Linked DNA regions of Mus musculus: region 2 is linked to region 1. Evidence: chromatin contacts called from public HiChIP or PLAC-seq data. All regions are on one chromosome and are shown on one strand. Each heading gives the region's core, a stretch centred on a gene start, on an enhancer-like site or on the middle of the called end of the contact. The rest is flanking DNA. Distances are from core to core; before and after follow the strand shown.

Evidence for each region. HiChIP or PLAC-seq counts read pairs in DNA pulled down with a chosen protein or histone mark.
Region 2: an H3K27ac HiChIP or PLAC-seq map of thymic regulatory T cells shows a contact between it and region 1, with 1.8 times the contacts expected there. The contact joins two enhancer-like sites. A contact is called at or near these places in 1 of 15 datasets of contacts at CTCF or cohesin (large pre-B cells), 8 of 484 Hi-C or Micro-C datasets (CD4 T cells, CD8 T cells, LSK cells and 3 more), 5 of 115 datasets of contacts at active chromatin or transcription factors (CD8 T cells, bone marrow-derived macrophages, microglia and 1 more) and 2 of 9 other capture datasets (embryonic tail and embryonic trunk).

Annotation. Positions count from the first base shown.
Region 1 is chr6:127,236,902-127,244,139 of GRCm38.p6, reverse strand. No RefSeq gene overlaps it. Among named protein-coding and RNA genes, the nearest start is that of Gm38404, 67 kb to the left of the region's middle. Within about 2 kb of position 3,764, at least 87 of the 459 cell types and tissues checked have an H3K27ac peak or open chromatin away from gene starts, as enhancers often do. A contact at or near this core is called in CD8 T cells, bone marrow-derived macrophages, regulatory T cells and 1 more, where this site is marked.
Region 2 is chr6:127,326,597-127,333,834 of GRCm38.p6, reverse strand. No RefSeq gene overlaps it. Among named protein-coding and RNA genes, the nearest start is that of Gm52919, 9.1 kb to the right of the region's middle. Within about 2 kb of position 3,399, at least 227 of the 459 cell types and tissues checked have an H3K27ac peak or open chromatin away from gene starts, as enhancers often do. A contact at or near this core is called in CD8 T cells, bone marrow-derived macrophages, regulatory T cells and 1 more, where this site is marked.

The DNA of each region.
Region 1 (7,238 bases), core at 2,515-5,014:
ACCCTGTCCTCTGGTCCTTCCCAGCTATCTGTTCCCATGGCTGGTTGTACAGTAGACTTTGTTGCTACCAGTAATCTCACCCCCCAACATATTCTCAGTCTCCTGTCATCCATTCCAAACTCCACCCTGTATCTTGCCAGTCTTCCTCTCCAGGCGCTCAATAATCCCACCAAATCTCCCTTTCCTGCCCCTTTTCCAGCTTTACTCATTGTTCAATTTATATCATTCATGATCTTCCCCTTGTAACCATCCTTAACGCCTTCTTCTCTTTTGCTTTAGGAAGATAAGATCTAGGAATCAAAAGGCAGACAGTGGGGATGTCCGGAGCCCAAAAGGAATAGTTGAGCATCCTCTGCTGCCTCTCAGAGCTGGGAAACGTGAATGCAGAGTGTGTTCCTTCAAGGATGGAGACTCACAAGCCTAGCACCAGGATTTATAAGGGCTTCACGTGGGCAATCCGTGTCTATGCGGAGTGGTTCTTTGTCCCTACATAATTCAGTAACTCAGGACATGTAGCCAAATGGTGAAGACACCTCACTGTACCCCTGATAGTCACACTTCTCAAAAGAAAGGAACCCGTAGGGTCACCATGATACTATCATATTAGAAGAAGCATTTCCTCCAGGACAGTCTTTGGCCAAGCTGCCCCCAAAGGAACCAGATCCCTGAGTTGGGATTCCTTGCCAGGTTTCTGGGACAAGAATGGCAAAATTCTTCACCAAAGGACATGGTCACTGGCTGTTGTGACAAACCCTGAGACCATCAAAGGTCACAGGTTCCTACATTCAGTTCTGGGAACTAGCTGCTGCTTTTGCCTCCCAACAGGCTCTGTGCATCTGCTTTCAGGGGGAATTTTGCTGGCAGTCCCCAGGTTTTCAGACACAGAATCATGATGTCTTGGTCAGACACACCAAAAAGACTGCTTTTACTAGACTAACCACACATTGTGACTTCATTTATAAGTCCTGAGAGGAGGGCTCAGTGGACGGCTTCACATTATACCTCTAACCCCATACTTCATGCTGTGTAAAATACGAGGTGTTTCCAAGTGAATGGACCTAGGATCAAATCCTGGTGTGAACTCCTACTTGCTATGAGACTGGGCAGGTTTCCTAAATCTGCTGAACCTGTTTTCTAAATTGTAGAATGGAACAGTGCTGTTGGTATATCCAAGTCTCCCTGGGATTTGAAGGACTGTACTTGGCCACTTGCCTGAAGGGTTATTAACACCATGATCTAGTTTGCCCACGTATGTAAGACACCGGAAGATGCCCTCTTGCTTTGTTCTGAAGTGGAAATGTTTGCCGACCTCTCATGACTTTCCCTGGAGCAGAAGATCTGGGTTCAAGTCTTCCTCACACTCAGTGGTGTTGGCCCTTGGCAGGTTACTCTTTATCTCTTGCCCTGAAACCCAGCAAGACACAGACATCCTAAGACAGTGGTTCTCAAGCTTCCTAACGCTGCAACCTGTTAATATGGTTCCTCATATTGTGGTGAGCACCCCCCCCCCCACCATAAAGTCATTCCATTGCTATTCATAACTGTAATTTTGCTATTGTTGTGAATTGTAATGTAAATATCTGGTGTGCAGGATATCTGATACGCAGCCTGTGTGAAAGGGTCTTTTGATCCCCAAAGGTTGAACCCCTCTGAGCATACTTTGGGGGCTGAAGATGGAGCTCCATGGTAAAGACTTGCCTGGCATGCTCAGGGACCTTGGCTTTCTCCCCAGCACATAAGCAAGCAAGCACGCTCCTGAGAGGCCTTCAGAGAGTCAAAGTAGAAGGGACTGCATGAAGGAGACGGTGCTTGTGGATTTGAAGTTAGAGAATGTCCCGGCACTCTTGAACTCAGCAGTATCAGGACCATTACCTCCCCTCCCCCACCCCCTGCATCTCTGAAGCTAAAGCCATCCACAAGCCTTCCCAAGGAGACCAGAAGAGAAGCTCAAAGAATGGGCTGGATGATCGCTCGAGGATCCTACGGCCACTCTATGCTCGGGGTCTCAGTCCTCTTAACGCACCCCCTCAGAGACCCTCCTAACGCACCCCCTCAGAGACCCTCCTAACACAATGCATCCCCTCAGACTGAGGCAAGTGAGAAGTTACACGGAGGGGAATTTCCACTTCACAAAATTCAAACAAGATTTTAAATAATCTTTCCTCCTTAAAGGTAGGGAAATCCACTGTGGGGGAAGCACCTGATATTAATTTCTCCAACTAGGTAGGCTTTACCTCGGGAGCCCACACAGCCCAGGGCCTGAGGGCAGCTGAGGCACAGCTCTCCCATGCGGCTTGGAGCACCTTTTACTTGCAGATCTGAGATAGCCTGCAGCTCAGCAGTTTCCACATTGGCAAATGGCAGATCAGCAAACCCCACCACCAAAACTATTGTATTTGCTTATTTTTGTTTCTCTCCGTTTCCTTCCCCGCCCCTTCTTCCCTTGCCTCAAACACTTCCCAGGTGTGTACCACATGCCTGTCACCTTGATGTAATAGATTTGTGGAAAAAGAGCTCGGCCACCTTGGCAGTGAAGAAGATGGTCATTTTACAAACTGAGGCAGGCAGGCACGGAAACTGGGAAGGATGGGAGGGGGTGGAAGGGTGGGCACAGAGGTGGGGGGGAGACACCCTGATACTTGAGCAGCAGATAGGGAAAAGCCATCAGCTTGACTCCTGTGCAGGAAGAATTCCTTCTGCTCCATTTTAAGACAATAGCAAAGGCAGCCTTGCAACCGGGCTTCACTCCCCAAAGAGAGCATCCTTGAAGGTAGCCTGCACTTCCTCCTGTGCCCACCTGGCTCATGGTCCTGACACCTGCAGAGCAGCTCCTACATGAGTGGTCTGTATGGGTTTTAATGTCCCCAGAGGCAGTCTCCTCACATAGTGCTGCTTGCTTTCCTGAAGTGTCGATTACTAGTCTTGTTAATGCTCTATAGCCAAGCCATGTGGGCTTTACAGTACTGACCAATTCCGAGGCTTTATGCTGTTACCTTCAGTGAGCAATTTTATGGCACGCGGCATTTTTAAGGAATGCACGTGTAATAGTAGATATAGTAGTGTAAACCCCCCGGTCTGAAGCAATGACTCCTGTCTTTATAGAAACGGCAGTATAGTCATACCCACGGGGTACCAGGTGGCAGTTAAAAACACAGAATCATGTGGAAAAAAGGCCTCAGTTCAGTCTAAGCGAGCACAAGGCAGTTGCAGAACTATGCATACAGTATGGTATTATTCACTGCGTGGGGAGGGGAAATGACCTTCCGAACAGTACCTTTGTTCTTTGCGACTCATGTAGTCTGCATGTCTGCAAGGGAAAGGGGACATGGTAACTGGTTCTCTCTGGGTGGGCGAGGAAAGGTAACCCCAGCACTCTACCCCTTACCTCTCAGTAGATGGTACCTGCTCTGGTCCCTCTGGCTCCTTTGCTATGCTAGAGCTCTGCCCTTAGAGATACTTCTCAACCCTAGGCTACGCTCTGCAAACTGGGACCCCAGAGCACACTTTTCTGCCGGTAGGGGCAGGGGTGGGATCTTCAGACTCCATTCTTCCAACAGGTGAGCCAGTTTGCACACTTACAGGTTAGGGGAGCAGGCCTGGGAGTCAAGGCAGAGAGGGTGATGCTCGGTGGTCCACGGACCATGAGGCAAGATCGATCGGCCCTGTGCCGCACGCACCCAGGTGGGCAGTTCTGTGAGTGCCGCAAGGCTTTGCCTACTTCATCCAGATTTAGAGGAAGGCCTGCTTTTGCATTGTTCGCATGTGTAGCAATGAACTAAAACAATGTAAAAGGAAGTCAGAGTTTGCCCTCCAGAAACTGAAACTAACAACTCTTTAATGGTGACTCTTGTTATGGCTTGTGGGGAGTGGGCTGAACGGGACAGCCCAGGGGGTAAAAAGGAGTCATAAGGGAAACAGGACACTCATTACTCTGACAGCTGTAAGGAACTTCCCAATTTTAAAGAAAGAAAGAAAGCACGTTTTGATGTCTGTGGGGGCTTTATAGACTGAGAATGGAATTCCCCGGAAGCAAAAGCCGTGGCCGTCAAAAGAATTTACAGCCCACTTCCACTCACGGATGGCCACTCACTGTCAGCCTCAGAGAAAGGTCCAGAAAAGTCCTGAGCAGGTCCTAATACATGGCTGGCTGGCTGAGCAGCCTTCAAAACTGACACTCGGGGGCCACAGAGCAGGGGATTTCCTGTGGGTGGAGTCCTGAGCCAGGGCCCTGGGTTATTCTGAGGTGTCCTCGGTTCCCCACCTTGATTCCAGGAACCCTGTCTGGGATTAGCAGAAAACTGGTATCATGTCCTCAGCTGTGTTCAGAAAAACTAGAGTGGAAGGGTGGGGGGACAGGCCACCTGGTGATCCACTGAAAGGGCCCAGATGCAGGAAAGAGGAAGCAAGAGAGATTGGCCACCTGGGTATACCTAAGGCAAGCTATCCCTAGGCACTGCTAACCACTCCAACCTAGGAATAAAATTAGGATGATATTTTTACCTCAGAGCAACTTCAAAAGGCTATTGTAAAAATAAAAATCTATATATGTATGAAAATGTCCAAAAATAATATTTTATCTAAATAAAGTAAACCAACTCAATTTCAAGGATCAAAGACCTTGGCATTCACTCCACCAATGATCTACTCATGACAAATAAAGATACTCTACAGCAAGGCTCTGGGGAAAATGCAAATTCAAATATCGGTGAGATACTAGCACACACCCATGCACAGCCAAGCTAGCTGGGCAGAGGTGGTCCACACCTTTAATCCCAGCACTAGGGAGACAGAAGCAGGCAGATATCTGTGGATTTGAGGCCTGCCTGGTCTACACAAGGTCCCAGGTCAGCCAGCACAACATAGAGAGACCCTGTCTCAATCAATTAATAGCAGTGATGATGACGATAATGACGATGATGGTGATCTTGTTGATGGTTTGGTATTACTCAAAGGTCTTGAAAACTTCTGTTCACATAAAAACTTGCACAAAGCTGGGGCATGCGGAGACAAATCAATTGGTGATGTGTGAAGACCTGAGCTTGAAACCCCAGCATCCATGTAAGAAGCCAGACAAGGTGATACGCTCTTGTAATCCCAGTGCTTGTAGCAGCAGAGACAGGCAGGTCCCTGGGGCTCCACAGGTGAGCCAGCCAAGCCAAGCTGCAAGTCCCAGGTCCCAGGTAGATGTCATCAAGAGTAACACCAGAGCTTACCTCAGGCTTCCATACACATCACACACACACACAAACACACACCTCACTTGCATTCAGGACCTCTGACCTCTGGGGCAGACCAACCAGTATACCAGTAAGCATGATAAAATACTATAATGGTATAGAAAAATTGCTGGTTAGTGAGGTAACCCAATCACAAAAGAAGTCACTTGATATTAGCCCAGAAACTTAGAATACCCAAAATACAATTTGCAAAACAGAAGAAAATAGCGGGGCGTGGTGGCGCACACCTTTAATCCCAGCACTTGGGAGGCAGAGGCAGGTGGATTTCTAAGTTCGAGGCCAGCCTGTTCTACAGAGTGAGTTCCAGGACAGCCAGGGCTACACAGAGAAACCCTGTCTCAAAAAAGAAAAAGAAAAAAAGAAAAAAAGAAAGAAAGAAAAAGAAAGGAAGGAAGGAAGGAAGGAAGGAAGAAAGAAAGGAAGGAAGGAAGGAAGGAAGGAAGGAAGGAAGAAAGAAAGAAAGAAAGAAAGAAAGAAAGAAAGAAAGAAAGAAAGAAAGAAAGAAAGGGAAAAAGAAAAGAAGAGAAAAGAAAAAGAGAAAGAAAAAGAAAAAAGAAAAGAAAATCAAGAAGGAAGACCAGCATGTGGATATTTCATTCCTCCTTAGAATAGGGAACAAAATACCCATGGAAGGAGTTACAGAGACAAAGTTTGGAGCTAAGTCGAAAAGGTGGACCATCCAGAGACTGCCCCACCAGGGGATCCATCTCATAGTCAGCCCCCAAATCCAGACACTATTGAATATGCCAGCAAGATTTTGCCAAAAGGACCCTGATATAACTGTCTCATGTGAGGCTATACCAGTGCATGGCAAATACAGAAGTGGATGCTCACAGTCATCTATTGGATGGAACACAGGGCCCCCAATGGAGGAGCTAGAGAAAGTACTCAAGGAGCTGAAGAGGTCTGCAACCCTATAGGCGGAACATCAATATGAACTAACCAGTACCCCCAGAGCTCATGTCTCTAGCTGCATATGTATCAGAAGATGGCCTAGTCAGCCATCATTGGGAAGAGAGGTCCCTAGGTCTTGCAAACTTTATATGCCCCAGTACAGGGGAATGCCAGGGCCAAGAAGTGGGAGTGGGTGGGTAGGGGAGCAGGGTGGGGGGAGGGTATAGGGAACTTTCGGGATAGCATTTGAAATGTAAATAAAGAAAATATCTAATAAAAAGAAAGAAAGAAAAATTACTGGGGAAGGTGGGCCACTCTTTTATCTCAAATGACACTTGAATTCATCAGTCTCTCAAGTGATATTTCAAAGCAGACTCCATTCCTTAACTTAACTTTGAATTAACTCCAAACTCAGAGAAGTTTCAAAAATAGAGCAGCGTTCCCCACCCCCTTCGCCCAACATTCTCAAATATTAACAGCCCCAGGACAACGGTCAAAACCAGAAATTTTATATTGTTGTGCAGTCAACACAATATTACAGTCAGACCTGCCGTCGTTCAGACTATTAATGGTGGATGATGACATCCTGACATCCACATTCCACGGGCCAGCATGCGCCTGCCCTGTGCCCTGCACCCCCTTTCATCATGTGGAAAGTCCACACGATGAAATCTTTAGCTTCTGAATCTTTACACTTTCAACGCGTCTTTGCTAGTTCCTCTGCAGAAGGCTCTCCCTCCGCACTCATCTGAGGCTTCCTTGAGATTGATTACACTAGGGCCTTACACCTTAGCCCAGAGCTCTGAAGCCGAAGTGCCATGCACCCCCAGGGATTATACGATGTCAGTAGGCCAGGTGATTTCTCATGGCTTAAATGGGGTCTTCCAAGTTGCTGCCCTTCTCATTCAAATCAATAAATATCTCATGAGATAATTCAAAGACTATTTTTTTTCAGCTTTGGGTACTGGGATAGGGTCTATTCTTTAATTTTCACTTTAAAAATCACAATAAATGTGAATATAAGAATAGTTAAATTGAATCTAGTGTAGTAGCACAGCCCTGTGGTACCAGAGGATTACTTCGGCTCAGGAGCTGGAGGACAGCCTG
Region 2 (7,238 bases), core at 2,150-4,649, 90 kb before region 1:
ACATTTTCCTGGAAGGAAATGGAGATGGGGGATGAGGACAATGGCTTCGAAGGCCCTTCCATAGGGAGGAATTCCCTGCCATGCTCACATGGTTCCGGATCCCATTAGGTCTCCCCTCCCACCCTGTCTGCACACCTCTGCTCTGACTCTCACCCTGCTTCACTCACACCGCGTGCCAAAGGGAGCGATTTTAAAATACAATCATACCATATTTATTTATGTGGTGAGTGTGTACATGCCTGTGTGTGTGTGTGTGTGTGTGTGTGCGCGTGCGTGCATGCTTGCGTGCGTGCGTGCGTGCGTGTGTGTGTGTGTGTGTGTGTGTGTGTGTGTGTGTAAGCACAATCCAGCACAGGCTTGTGTGTATGTGTGTGGTGCTGGGGCTAGAACCAGGGCACCATGAATTTTAAGGAAGCATTGCTCTCAGGATCATAATGGAGAACTCATCCTACATACTGCTGCAGGACCTTGGGCCTCTTTGGCCTTTCCTCTCCATCTCTTTTCTACAGACAGGCTGGCCTTCTCAGCTCCTTATTTGTACAAGATCCTCCTGCCCCTGGTTTTTGTTGTTGTTGTTTTGTTTTTTGGTTTTTTTTTTTGTTTTTTTTTAAGATTTATTTATTTATTTATTTATTTAACATAAGTACACTGTAGCTGTCTTCAGACACACCAGAAGAAGGCATCAGATCTCATTACACGTGGTTGTGAGCCACCATATGATTGCTGGGATTTGAACCCAAGACCTTCGGAAGAGTAGTCAGTGCTCTTACCCGCTGAGCTATCTCACCAGCCCTTGGTTTGGTTTTATACACTGATGTGGTCACGCCTTGTGATTATATAATCACGTTTGTGATTATAGATGTACAGTTGGTTGGAGTTTAGTTGGACTGGTAAAAAGATGGGTTATACCAGTCTTTCCCACACTGGAGTGCAAGCTTTCTTTTATCTTATCAAGGATCTTGCTTTGTAGCCCCAGCTGGGTTTGAACTGAGTCCTCCTGCCTCAGCCTCCCACATGCTGAAATAATAGGTTTGTACCACCAGGCCTAGCTTGGATTATAAGCTTCTGAGGCCAAAGACCACAGCTCATTTTCTTCCCTATTGTAAGCTCATGTGCACAACACATGCCCTACCTAGCACATCAGTTGACCAAAGAGGGTGGGGGGATAGGTCAACCAACTCTTCATTGTAGGAAAGCTTTCAGGAAGACCAGATGCCGAGTGCTCTTTCTTCAACCAAGGGCCACCGCTCCTCACTCCCTTCTAATCAGGCTCCACTCAGCCAGCTGGTGGTATGGTGGAGCGGTGTGAGCAGGTCTGCATGTCTATGGGTACTTAGGGTCAGCTAGCTTCTAGATCCTGGCCAAGAGAATGGTACCCAGAAAAAGTCTCATGTCATGTATAGAACTTACTGCCCCGAGCACCCTTCTTTAGAAGGGTTGTTGCTAATCTAAAGGAACATTGGCAATATACTTGTTTGTTTGTTTGTTTGTTTTTGATTTTGATTTTTGAAACATGGTCTCATGTAACCCAGGCTGGCCCCAAACTAGCTATGATTTATGACACAAACACACACACACACACACACACACACACACACACACACACGGCATTGTGTGTTGAGGAATCCATCTTTTAGCCTAAGACAAAGATCAAGCTAAGCTTGCTTCAGTTTGGGCATGAAAAGAACAAATTATCCAGATGGACGACTTGCTTCAAGGGAGGCTCTGGATGGCGAGTGATCTCTAGGCTCTCAAGAAGGGCCTTGCTCTCCACAGAAGTTTGTTTACCTTTGGGTTGCTTGGCTTAGGTTAGATGTCCCATCATACTTGCAGAACGAATAAATGAATGGACCTTTTACCCATCTGGAAAGAACAAAGCTACCTTATCCACATGAGACAGGCTTATGTTTGAGCATTGATTTGTGACTCCCCTCAAGATACATTATTCAATAATCTAATTTTCTAACAGAAACGATGGAGCAGAGCCAGGTTCTAGCACCCTTTACCTCTACAACCAGGCTCTGCTTCTCAGACTTTTTCTTTTCTTTCTAAAAATAACTTCAATTTAATAATTATCACATGCTAGGAACTAAAGAGGTGCACAAAACAAACCAACAGTGGTTCCTATCCTGTCTAACAGAAGAAACTACAATTGTGGTTTGGGATGCCACATAAATGACAGCAACGGGACCTACAGAAAATTAAGGCACAGAGAGAATGGACCATTTCTGCAGAGACCTGGAAAACAGACAAGGGAAGAAACATGGTGTGTCTAAGTGATGGGGCAGGTGGTGCAAACGCTAGAGGCAAGCAGAGGGGATATGAAACTGTGCTGCACAGCTGGACAGAAGGGAGGCTGGAAGGGAAGAGAGGACCCTCTGTTTTGACTCAATGGCTAGATGCCATGTGCCAAATAAGAAAGCACTTGGGGGGTTCTGTGGGAAATCGGAACAGAGGGACTGGAATCAAACCTCAACGTTCCTTGCATACTCCAGATAAGAACCAGGCTTTGAGCCAGGGCCTGGGAAGAGGGCTGGCCTACATATCTCATTTTAGAGATGAGCAAACAGGACTGGGAGCTCTAGGTCTTCAGTGACACGCTTGCTTGGCCCGCAGGAGACCCTGGGTTTGATCCACAGCACTGCATAAAACCAAGTGTTAACTGTATAGTCCCACAATCCCAGCAACCGGGAGGTGGATCAGACATTTTAGGTCATCCTCAGTAGATTTAAGGCCAGCCTGGGACACACGAGACACTATCTCAAAAACAACCCCATACAACAAAAAAATGTATTTAGGTTGACAGAAGACAAGAGCTACGGTTGTGCCGGGCATAAAGGGCTCATGCCTGTAATCTTTCCTGCACTTCCACTCTAAAGGCTAGGGTAGAAAAAAAAGCCCTCACAAATTCTAGGCCTCCCTGAGCTGTAGGGTGAATTCTTTCTTGGCCAGCCAAGGCTAGGAGAGAACAGCCTTGTCTCAAATGAAGATGGCACGCTGATTCCTGGATCAGGCAGTGGCCAGGCCAGAACCCTTTCACTTCTTTGGGGTGATACCCTGGCCGGCTTGCCCTCTGCTGGGGTTCTGGTGGTGATGTCACGGAATGACTAATGGGAGCGGGACTTGCAAGCATCCTGATAGCAGAGGGGTCGCCCAGACCGGGGCCCCTGGAAGCGTGGGGCGGCAGCCCAGGAATGCACCCTAGCCTGCCTGAAGCCTGCACTCTCCCAGGCCCTACGGCGGGCTCCCGGGTAGGTGGCTCCGCCTTGGATCTTTTGCTTCCCTTAGCAGGCCTTACCTGCCTAAACAAACAGCCTGGGCCTCCCACCCGCTGCACGCCCGCCCCCGGGACAGGAAACAAGCGGTGACAGCTCCCGGCCCGCGCCTGCCGCCGACCCGCAGCCGGGTTAGCAACCCGGCGCCGCGGCGCTGCGATTGGCTGAGCGTGGCCCAAGAGGCGCCGCGCCGCTCCAATGGGCGGCCGCCGGAGGCCGCGGGGAGCGAGGTTTTACATGCCTGTGGTATTTGCTCAGAGGGGCATGACCACTTTGGGCAAGTCTTTAAATGTGAGTCAGCTTTCGGCTGATCCCTGGGAAAAATTCCTTCGGTGTTGTCAGGCAGGGTTCGCTAGCTGTAGCTTTTTTTTTTTTCCGCCCCCAACAATTCAAAAGGGATAATCCTACTGAATGGGGGAAGGCATTCGGACCCTGTCCGGGGTCCCCAACCAGAGGCCCCTTTAACTCTGAGGTGGGGCCCCTCCTCGAAGCTGATTTCTGCAGGGTCAGGACCCTAGCCCTCTTCCCCCCACCGCCCCCATCGCGTGCCCCATAGCGACTTCAGCATTGCACACAAGGGCCAGGGGGCACCCAGGCCTCAGGGGACGCAGCGCCATAAGACAGCAGGAAGGCTTGCTTCCCAGGGCTGCCTCTTGGCCCTCTCAGATTCCAGGCTTGGATCCAGCATAGGGGTGGTCACTTACCACCTCTCTAAGCTTAGATTCCTCTTTGGCAAAGCAAAAGACTTATGCTAGTTTGGTCTTTCCAGCTTGCTTGGGCAAGCCCTTTTTGCATTCTTGGCCTCAGTTTCCACGGAAGAGGGTCAAGTTGATGTGGAAGCGTCCCGAAGCATCCTTCCAGTTCTATTTGTGCCCCTCGGGAAGCCCACGAGCTTGGGGTTCACACAGCCCGGTTTCTCACTACACAACTGCGGAGAGACGCCACGTGTCATCTCAGAGACATCCAGCAGCCGGGTGTGAAGGGGGTGGGGGCCACCAAAAAAAAAAAAAAAAAAGGCTAAAGGCTGAAGGAAATAAGCAGGCACTTGAGGATTTACGTGTAATTTGGTTTTAAATGAACATCTTGTGCAGAAGAAGAGGCAATTTGGCACCTGCTGCTGGTGAGTTAATAGCTTAGGCACTTGGTAACGGCCACAATACTGCGAAGAGACCATTAGTGGATGTGGCATGTGGCAGAGCGTTATGGGCAGGGCTGCTAGCTTGGGAAGCCTCCCTCGGAAGACAAGGCAGGCGGCAGTGCTTTGCCTGCTTTAGGGGGCTTTAGTGGAGCCCTTAAAGCCTTGCATTTCATGGGAGCACAGGGTGCTTCTCTGTGTTACCAGCGTGGTTTGCCATAAAAAGCTCTGTTCTCTGCTGCTCATCGGCTGTGACCATGGGCAGGTCACTAGCCTGCCTTGGTCTCCTCTTCCCTAGCTGTAAAGATGTGTTAATCCCATTGCCTTCCTAACATCCCCTGACCTCCCCAAGCCCTGATCTCCATGATTAAATATATACACCATTACTTTAGAACTGCTGAACACCGGGGCTCTTTAGGCAGTTATTTATGTTGAAGTTTTTGTTTGTTTGCTTGTTACAATATTTATTTGTTTGTTTATTTATTTGAGATGCTGCTTATGGCAGCCAGAAGACAACTTTCTCTCTTTCCATCCTGTGATTTCTGGAACTGGAACTCAGGTCATCAGACTAGGTAGCCAGTGCCTTTACCACCCCCACTTCCCAAGTCATCTTTGCCAGCCCTTCAGCATTATTTTTAAGTAGATGGTGGTAACAAATTGTTCATCCCATTCTACAGATGGATAGAAATTGGGTGTCTGCTGCCCATCAGCTGAGACTGCCACAGAGCACTTGTTTGGTAACAAGGTTTCCATGTCGGCCTGGGAATCAGTATTGTTTCCTTCATTTCTTCACATTGGAGCTTGCCCTGCCTTGGCCCCCTCAGCTGGCCACCATTCCCCACCCCACCCCCATCTTCATGTCTCCACCTCAGCTAGCTCCTTCCAACATCCTCTGAGTCAAATGGATTGTGCTGCACCTTGGACAAGCTTGTAGACCTTGGTAAAGAAAATGAAGCCAAACCAGACGGGACAATTTCTTTCTCACCCCTTCAGATCTCCCTGCTTCTGTGAGGCATTTATTGAGGTAGGAGGAAAGGAACAAGCTGAAGGAAAGAAAGGGCCATAATCACAAAGGAAAGGGTTTTTTTTTTTTTAATTCCTTCTGCTGGGGAATTGGTTCAGTTGGACCCCGAGGAGGTCCTCAGCACCCTGGTAAAAAGCTAGCATTTGTAATTGCAGCACTAGGGAAGCTGAGACAGGAGGATGCCCAGAACTTGCTGGCCACCTTGACTAACCAAATCAATAAACTCCAGTTCAGTTCCTTGACTCAAAGAAAAAAAAATGAGATGGAAGAGAGCAATCGAGGAAGATGCCCAACATCAGTCGACCTTTGACCTCTGCATTCATCTACATGTTTTCATGCGCACTCACTCTCTTGTCTCTCCCTGTCTCTGTCTCATTCTCTCTCACACATGAGCAGGGCCATGCAGTCATTTTGTGCTACATTAAAAAAAAAGAAAGAAAGAAAGAAAGAAAGAAAGAAAGAAAGAAAGAAAGAAAGAAAGAAAGAAAGAATTCCTGAAGACCATGGAAACATAATGAAGTTTGGTTCTGCTGGGGCGCACAAAACAGCTCTCGGAGGGACCACATCTGCAATGCCCCACAAGGAAGGAAAGAGGTTTTCTGTTGCATGTGTAGGCTAGGAGGAACGACATGCACAGTAGTCAGGTGCCGGACGTGTCAACAGCTCAGTTGATTGGCCGAACTGAAGCTGCATGGGATGGTTGGTTGTGATAAAGATGTTGGAGCTCGTTCCTAGGGAGTGGAGAGCAGCTTGAATTGTTGGGGGAGATCAGCAGTGAAGAACATTGCCTTTCAGACTTCGGGTTTCAGAGTGAGAGTCATTAACACTGAAAGATGGAATAGGTGACCATAGAATGGAACAGAAGACCTCAAAGTACATGCATGCATATGCTTCACAAAATACATGTGCTTGTATGATTGTGCGTGTTCTAGATCATGATACAAAATGCATTTGCTGGAGTCTTGCCTAAAAATTGTCGGAAGCCTTTGCATATCTTTCAGGCTGAATCAGGAAGGATGGGTAGAGAGGAAACTATAGGAGGGTCATGCAAACAAGGCAGGGGACTTGGTCTCCTCCAGTGTCTGCGGCAGCCCCACACAGCCCTAGAGCGATCTGTGACACTGTAAGTTAAATATGATAGTCGTTTCCTACTAACCTGGCAGAACATAATGCTATTACTGTGGTCCAAATGTTAGGGTAGTGTGCTCATGGACTGCTAAGCATCATCCTGATGGATATGGGAGTAGCCATCCCTGCAGGTTGAGTACAGAGAGCCTTACATTCAAAGCCCAGAAAAAGGCTATTGTGTAACCTCTTATGACCAGTGTTGCCAGTGCCCTAACAGAGTTACCTCTAGGGGAGCTTTAGGGAAAACTGCAGATACTTCTTGCTCCAATGCAAACACAACTCTCCTGCTGGCTTCAGAAAAACTGGAGAGTGTCTGGCTACCACCTGCCCAGCCACATCCCTGGTGATTTAAAACTGTCTTTAAGAGTTTCCATTTGCCTTTCCTGGTAGCTTTAAATGCAACTGAAGCCTGTTTACTTGTCAGGCATAAGATGTTTGATTGGGGTTAGGTAAAGTCCTGGGGGGCTGGGGGGAGTGGCATGAGTTCCACCAGGGGAAGATTTCTTACAGTGAAGGAGTGTGTGCAGGTTGAAGAAAGGACATGGACAAGGTAGAGAAGAGAGAACACTTAGGCTCCAAAGAAAGGCGATGTGGGACAACATGGTTCAGATTGCTTCATTTGTAAGGTAACTGACACGTTTGATTCACATTGAGCACACCCACATTCTCCTTGCCT